2 separate regions of the Zea mays genome follow, and region 2 is linked to region 1. The links are chromatin contacts, called in public Hi-C maps. All regions are on one chromosome and are shown on one strand. Each heading gives the region's core, a stretch centred on a gene start, on an enhancer-like site or on the middle of the called end of the contact. The rest is flanking DNA. Distances are from core to core; before and after follow the strand shown.

Region 1 (3,480 bases), core at 200-2,699:
CTACTCTAAATATAGAGGATCAAACGGTCCTCTACATTCTCCAGCCGTGTTCTCTAAATAGTCCTATAAATTTAGAGGGCGCTGCTGGATTCTCTGTATATAGAGTTTTTCTAAACAATCCTATATCCATTTCAATAATTTAAATAACCGGTTTAACAAAACTAAAATATGTATAATACATTTGAGAGTATGACAAATACGTATGTACAAAAAAATGTCTCTAATGTAGGTATTTGAGTATGGAGGACGTGATTTAAAGGACGTTGTTGGAGAGGAATGAGATATAGAGGATGAAACCTTTTAAAGGAGACTGTAAAGAACGGATATAAAGGATGAATATAGAGGACGTTGCTGGAGACAACCTAAGACTTAAAACCTGGCTCTACCTGATTCTTCGTATATTTTGTGTTTTAACCGTATTTATCATTCAAAGATTTAGGATTTTATCAAACATTCTCTTAATTGTTTTTTATATTTGAAAGATCATGATCTATATATAGTCTTAGGGTTGTCATGCGACCTAGCAAATAAAGAGGATGACTCTGGTCAGGAACGGATATAAAGCATCGGGCCACCTCGTTCGTGGCTTAATCCATATTTTTTTATTTATATTTGTTATCTTTAGACTAAAATGTATTGGACTTTTTTTTGCTTGATCGGATGGGATTTTTTTTCATGTCGTGGTTGTGGTCGCATGAAGTCATGAAGATGCTTGCTGGCATGTTGCTGTTGGGTAGCCCATCTCTGCATGCCATTGCCCACTCTTACAGAACTGTAGTAACAACAGCAGCTGGTGTAGAGTAGCTGCAGTGAGCCAGTGAACGCAATGCTTAGACGACTTACAGAACAGCGCCGGACTGCCTTCACCCTGCCTATTCTTTCTCCCGTTCACCCCGCGTGCACGCTCTTTCCCTTCCTCGTGCCGACGACCGGGCGACCGCCGCGCCCCGGCCCGCGCCCCCTTGTCTCGGGCCACTCGCCGGCAACGAGCAGCCACCAGGTATGCCACCCCCTTCTCCCCCCTTCCTGCTGTACGAAACCGAGCACCCAAACCCTAACTTAAGCTTATTTGGCTATTTACATTCGGATCTGATCTAGTTACAGGAGCACACACGTATTATCCCTACTAAATCCGATTTTAGTGGAAAAAGCTGTCGGGTGTACATGTGTCCACCCATGTCCTTTACGAGTTCGGCCCTTGGCCGAGGTCCGTTTGGAATTGGAAATGGGAATCAGAGGGGCGAATGCCGAATGGGCATGTCTTGCGCAATTTCCATGCTCTGCTAGTAGGCGTGCTGCGTTCATGAGCTCATACTATCCAAATGCCATTCGCTACGCATTTGCTTCTATTTGAGATCGGGAAACGGTGTGTCAAAAACGATTTATCAATATGTTTCTTCTTCTACAGGAAATGTTGTGAGGACTGATGCAATAACTAAGCTTGCTGGATGGACGGATGTGATTGCATCGAGCCACTATGGCCTACCGATGATCTCCTTGTCAAGTATCAGTACATCTCAGACTTCTTCATAGCCCTCGCGTACTTCTCTATTCCGTTGGAGCTCATATATTTCGTGAAGAAGTCGTCCTTCTTCCCGTACAGATGGGTCTTGATCCAGTTTGGTGCGTTTATAGTTCTCTGTGGGGCAACCCATCTGATAAACCTGTGGACGTTCACCACACATACAAAGACCGTTGCGATGGTCATGACCATAGCAAAGGTTTCTACAGCAGTTGTGTCCTGTGCAACTGCTTTGATGCTTGTTCATATCATCCCCGACTTATTGAGCGTGAAAACTAGAGAGTTGTTCCTGAAGAATAAAGCTGAAGAGCTTGACAGAGAGATGGGACTGATAAGGACGCAGGAGGAGACCGGTAGACATGTTAGGATGCTTACACATGAAATCAGAAGTACTCTTGACAGGCATATGATTTTGAAGACTACTCTTGTTGAGCTAGGAAGGACCTTGGGTCTGGAGGAATGTGCATTGTGGATGCCATCTCGAAGTGGTTCAAGCCTTCAGCTTTCTCATACTTTGCACCACCAGATTACTGTTGGATCATCGGTGCCAATTAATCTTCCTGTCATCAATCAAGTGTTCAGTAGCAACCGGGCAATTATAATACCCCACACATCTCCTTTGGCGCGGATTCGACCTCTTACAGGGCGATATGTTCCACCAGAAGTGGCTGCAGTCCGTGTACCTCTTCTCCACCTTTCAAACTTCCAAATAAATGATTGGCCTGAGCTTTCGGCAAAAAGCTTTGCAATCATGGTTTTGATGCTTCCATCTGATAGTGCAAGAAAATGGCATGTACATGAATTGGAGCTGGTTGAGGTTGTTGCTGATCAGGTTCGTGCTGTATCTCTGTCTATGGTTACTATAACATGGTACCTTCATCCTGAAAATGATGTAAATTTACTTGTCTCTATTCAAACAATCTATACTTTGATTAAGTTTATTAAAAGATTATCAATAAATATGACATCAGATAGGTATATTTTGAAAATATATTCCATGACATATTTAACAATACTTATTTGATAGTGTAAATATTGCTATTTTTAAATAAATTTGGTCACTGTTTTACTTGGCGCTATGCTAGAATTACATTCTTTTCTGGATGGAGGGAGTATATGCTTGTAGGAGAGGAAAAACATGTTTACATCTTTCAAATTCATATGATACTGCTCAGTTATCATGATCAGTCAATTAAGGCATCCGTTAATTGAACAGGAAAGTATATTCACAGGTGCAATGTAATGATGACAAGAATACCTTTAAATCAATACATAATCTCTTTTTTTGAAAGCATAGGATTCTGAACCCAACTACCGAGCCACAAAAGACACATGCTCTTGCTGTTGCGCAATATCTACACCTTTCTGAAGGTTAAAAGTTTAAATTGGTAGTGCTAGCAGGTCTATTGTTTATCTCCTTTTTTTGTTTCTTCATCAGGTAGCAGTTGCACTATCTCATGCGGCTATTCTTGAAGAGTCCATGCGAGCACGTGATTTACTAATGGAGCAGAATGTTGCCCTGGATTTAGCTCGAAGAGAGGCTGAGATGGCTATCCGTGCTCGCAATGATTTTCTAGCTGTTATGAATCACGAAATGAGAACACCCATGAATGCAATAATAGCCCTTTCCTCCTTGCTTTTGGAAACTGAGCTTACTCCTGAGCAGCGTCTAATGGTGGAAACAGTACTGAAAAGCAGCAATCTGTTAGCAACACTCATCAATGATGTGCTAGATCTTTCCAAACTCGAGGATGGAAGCCTTGAACTGGAGATTAAAGCATTCAATCTTCATGCTGTTTTCAAAGAAGTATGCACCATCAGTTTTCTAATACTCTTTCCGTTCCAGGTTCTAGGTTACTTTAGCTTTGCTCTAAGTCAAACTCTAACTTTGGCCAAGTTTTTAGAAAAATATGTCAACTTCTACAAATTAAAATAAATGCACTAACAAGACATGTTAT
Region 2 (3,475 bases), core at 864-3,363, 160 kb before region 1:
GCGGAGCTTGAGAAGCAGGTTCTTCAGGGTGCGGAGACCATCAAGGCGATTGCTCTGCTCTTTCATCAAAAAGACATGAAATCTCAAGTGCAGAAGGAAAGGCGGATCGTGCCGTATGCTGGTCAAGTTTAGGAGCTTTCGGCGTGAAAAGGCTTATGCTCCGTTTGGATGTCGATATTGGAGAGGATGGAATTGAATTGAGTTGAATATCAAATCATGCATGGTATTGAAATGAGATGTAATTCCAATTCTATTGTTTGGATCTCACTTAATTGGAGTTTGGAATTGTGCGGTCTAATTCCATGCAATACCGAGGAGTGAGGTTTTGTATTGGGAGAGGGGGTTTCTAGTTATAGTCCAATTTCAGATAATTTAGCCTCTAATTCCAAATCTCAATTCCATGTGCAACCAAACAACAAAATTTAGGAAAGGTGATTCCAATTCACAATTATATGCTCCAATATCTACATCCAAACGGGGTGTTAGGTTTTTTTCAGCTAGTTCAGACTGCGCGCTGCTAAGGTCAAGGGCCATGTACAGGAGCCCTTTTTTGCATCTCCTGTTCTTGTTAGCAATTAGCATGGTATGTGTTTCGTAGGTGCTGGGTTTACCCACCTGATGGTTGTTCCCTGGGTGAGCAGTAGAAGGGTGGTTCGTTTAGTTTCGCGTTGCATGAAAGTTAGAATAAGGGCCTGTTTGTTTACCCTCAAGATTATATAATCCAGCTTAAATAAGTTGAGAGGTAAACAAAGAATCTAAATTATTATGTGAATTATGTAATCTAGATACCTAGATTATGATAATCCATAAGCAAGTCAATAGGTGCTTATATAATCTATAAGCTGGATTATAAATCTTGTAGGGAAACAAACAGGGCTTAGAGCATCTCCAAGAGCTCTCCATAAAACGACTCCTCAAAATCAGTTTTAAGGGACATCTAAATAATAAGTGGGGGTAAATTTTAATCCTTTCTCCAACAGATCCCTTAAATCAGCAGTTTGTTTCTGGGGAGCCCAAAAAACCCCTCATTTGTAGCTACAAATGAGGGAGTTTTAAGGGCTATGAAAAAATTGGGGGCGCTTTAGGGGAACTGTTGGAGACATGTTTTTGTGTTTTTCCCAAAAAAAAAAATAGATTTAGGGGAGACTTCTGGGGAGCTTTTGGAGATGCTCTTAAAAACCTTGTAATTAAACCTTGTAATTTCGTTACATGGTAAAGAAATTCGGTTTTACCGATGTGGAAAAAACTGAGGAGTCGTACCCAACTTTCATAACCGAGACATACTACTTACTTTGTGAACATGAAGGGGATGAGGTGGCCGAGGTGCAGGGCCTCCGACGAGGGCCCCCTCCCCGTGTAGAGGTAGAACTTCTGCCCGTTCTCATACAAATCCAGTATCTCGTTCAAATCACTATAACATAAGAAAAGCACACAAAAATTCGTCAGCACGTCCTCCTACGGGGATAAAAAAAACTAGGGCCTTTTTTTTTTGCGGGTGGCTCGGTACCGGTGGGCGAAGAAGAGGCCTCGGCGGAGGAAGCAGTGCGGTGGTCGGGCGGTGAGGCGTGCGATGCGGTCCACGAGCGCGTCGTCGATGCGCTGGCAGCCGAACTGGTCCACGAGCTTGTCGTAGTCGATGCCGCCCTTCCCCGCCGACACCTCCCACGGATTCACTACCTGCTCCTCCTCCTCCTCTTTCCTCGCGGCGTCCACGCCTTGCTCCGCCGCCGCCGCCGCCGCCGCCATGGCCGCGGACAGATCTATCTCTTGCTTCCCTCCGGCGGCGCGAGGGATTAGCGGCAGGGAGAGTTAAGCCTCGGGCTTGTGGTCTCTGACGTATGGGGCCCGCAAACAACAAGAGGCGATGGAGGCTTGTCGTCGTGGCTTCCGCGGGTCTTGGGTGTGCCCGGCAAATTGTTGTCGACCCAGAAACAAATTATTGTCGTCTTTGCTCCTTTGTGATGCACGGGTTCGGGCGTTCGGCCCAGGACCCGCTCCACGCGTACTCCTCACCGTAAAACGATGCAAGATCCAACGGCACATACCACCCCAAAGCCGTCTCGGCAACCCGCACCCTATACTAGGGCACCGAAACCCCCAACCATCGTTCCCAGGTTGCCAATCCGAGCGCAGCCAAACCCAAACCCTCCTCCCTCCCGGCTCTCGACGGGCGACGGCGATGGCCGCCGCGACAGAGAAGACGGCTGAGGACATCCGCCGCGAGCTCCAGGAGCTCCAGCGTCAGCACCGCGAGGTACATCTCTTTCTTTGTCCAGCGCTTCTCGAAGCCCCGAGTCTCCGGGCCGTCTGCCCTGACCTTTTCTCGTCCCCATCAACAGATCACCGAGCGCCTGCGCGACCCCCGTGGCCTTCGCCGCGGCGCCCCCGGCCCTGGTCCTGGACCCGGGGCCCCCCGCCCGCTCCGCGGCTTCGCGAGACCCGTACGCTTCTCCCCTGCACCTCCCTCACGCACCCATCGTTTTGCTTAATGTATTTGTGTACTCGTAACACTTCTTTTTGTCATCAATGTCTCTGATGTAGGCTGTGGGTCCGGAATCGGGGGATCAACCTCCGCAGAAGCGTCGGCTGCTATCAGCCGTAGTTAAGGTATCTTCTTTTTCTGCTTCAATTTCGCTTCTGTTTGCACAGTCTGTAATGGTCTGCTTGTCGAAACAATAAAATTATGTCTGGTTGCTTGACATAACAACTGGAGGTGGATGGGGCTGAAAATAACGAGGAAGGCACAAAGGATGCGGATGCGGAGGGGCATGGGACAGGTTCAGGTGCCACTGAAGGCAGTGCCGGGAGGGGTTTCAACAATGGCGGGTTCAGAAGGGATGGTGGCTTGCGGATGCAGAGGAGAGTGGTGAGTACTTATTAGAACAAAGTGTGGATGTCTTGTGGTTTTGCTATTCACGGTTATATGTCATCTTGTGGAGCTTACCTTGTTTCGTTTGGTTATAGGACTATAATTCGCTGCCAGAGCCAGCTCCAAGGGAGCTTCCCAGGAATGAGGACCCGAATTTGGTGAGAAGAAATAAGAGGATGCTGGGGCAGCTTCTTGTCGGTACATTAGAGGTAAAGCAATTCTTTGCATAATGATGAATCTGTACTCCTGCAAGAATACATATTGACCTAATGTGGCTGTTCTCTATTTCTGTCTCATTCCTTGGAAAAACTTGATTAGCTTTTACCTGTTCTGTTGGCCAGTGTTAACAAACCTGCCAGCTGGGTATCAACTTAACAAAATACTAAATCCATTTACAGGGTGTTTGGTTTGAGGAACCACTCGATTCTACATTCTAGATGAGGTGGTGGCGTGGTGCATCATGAGTTGATTCCTCAATTTTGGTGGAATGGCTCCATTCCTCGTAATAGTTTTAAATTATTGACTTGTGAGGAATGGGTGATTATGCACCATCCTATTCCATTGCACTAACCAAACAAAAAAAAGTGAGGAATGAGTAGATGATGG

The links. A called contact is a pair of places that touch in the nucleus more often than the background predicts.
Region 2: a Hi-C map of tassel shows a contact between it and region 1, with 2.2 times the contacts expected there. The contact joins the promoter of LOC100283191 here to the promoter of LOC100217201 in region 1. A contact is called at or near these places in 2 of 25 Hi-C or Micro-C datasets (ear and tassel).

The regions. Positions count from the first base shown.
Region 1 is chr1:271,174,773-271,178,252 of Zm-B73-REFERENCE-NAM-5.0, reverse strand. LOC100217201 (ethylene receptor) reads left to right here and starts at 1,449. Exons shown (of 5, transcript NM_001143560.1): 1 at 1,449-2,354; 2 at 2,961-3,329. The coding sequence starts at 1,449.
Region 2 is chr1:271,331,902-271,335,376 of Zm-B73-REFERENCE-NAM-5.0, reverse strand. It overlaps LOC100283191 (pinin/SDK/memA/ protein conserved region containing protein), which reads left to right and starts at 2,113. Exons shown (of 10, transcript NM_001156093.2): 1 at 2,113-2,254; 2 at 2,340-2,441; 3 at 2,542-2,607; 4 at 2,714-2,866; 5 at 2,965-3,078. The coding sequence starts at 2,180. LOC100282419 reads right to left here and starts at 1,927. Exons shown (of 11, transcript NM_001155330.2): 1 at 1,508-1,927; 2 at 1,292-1,411. The coding sequence starts at 1,746.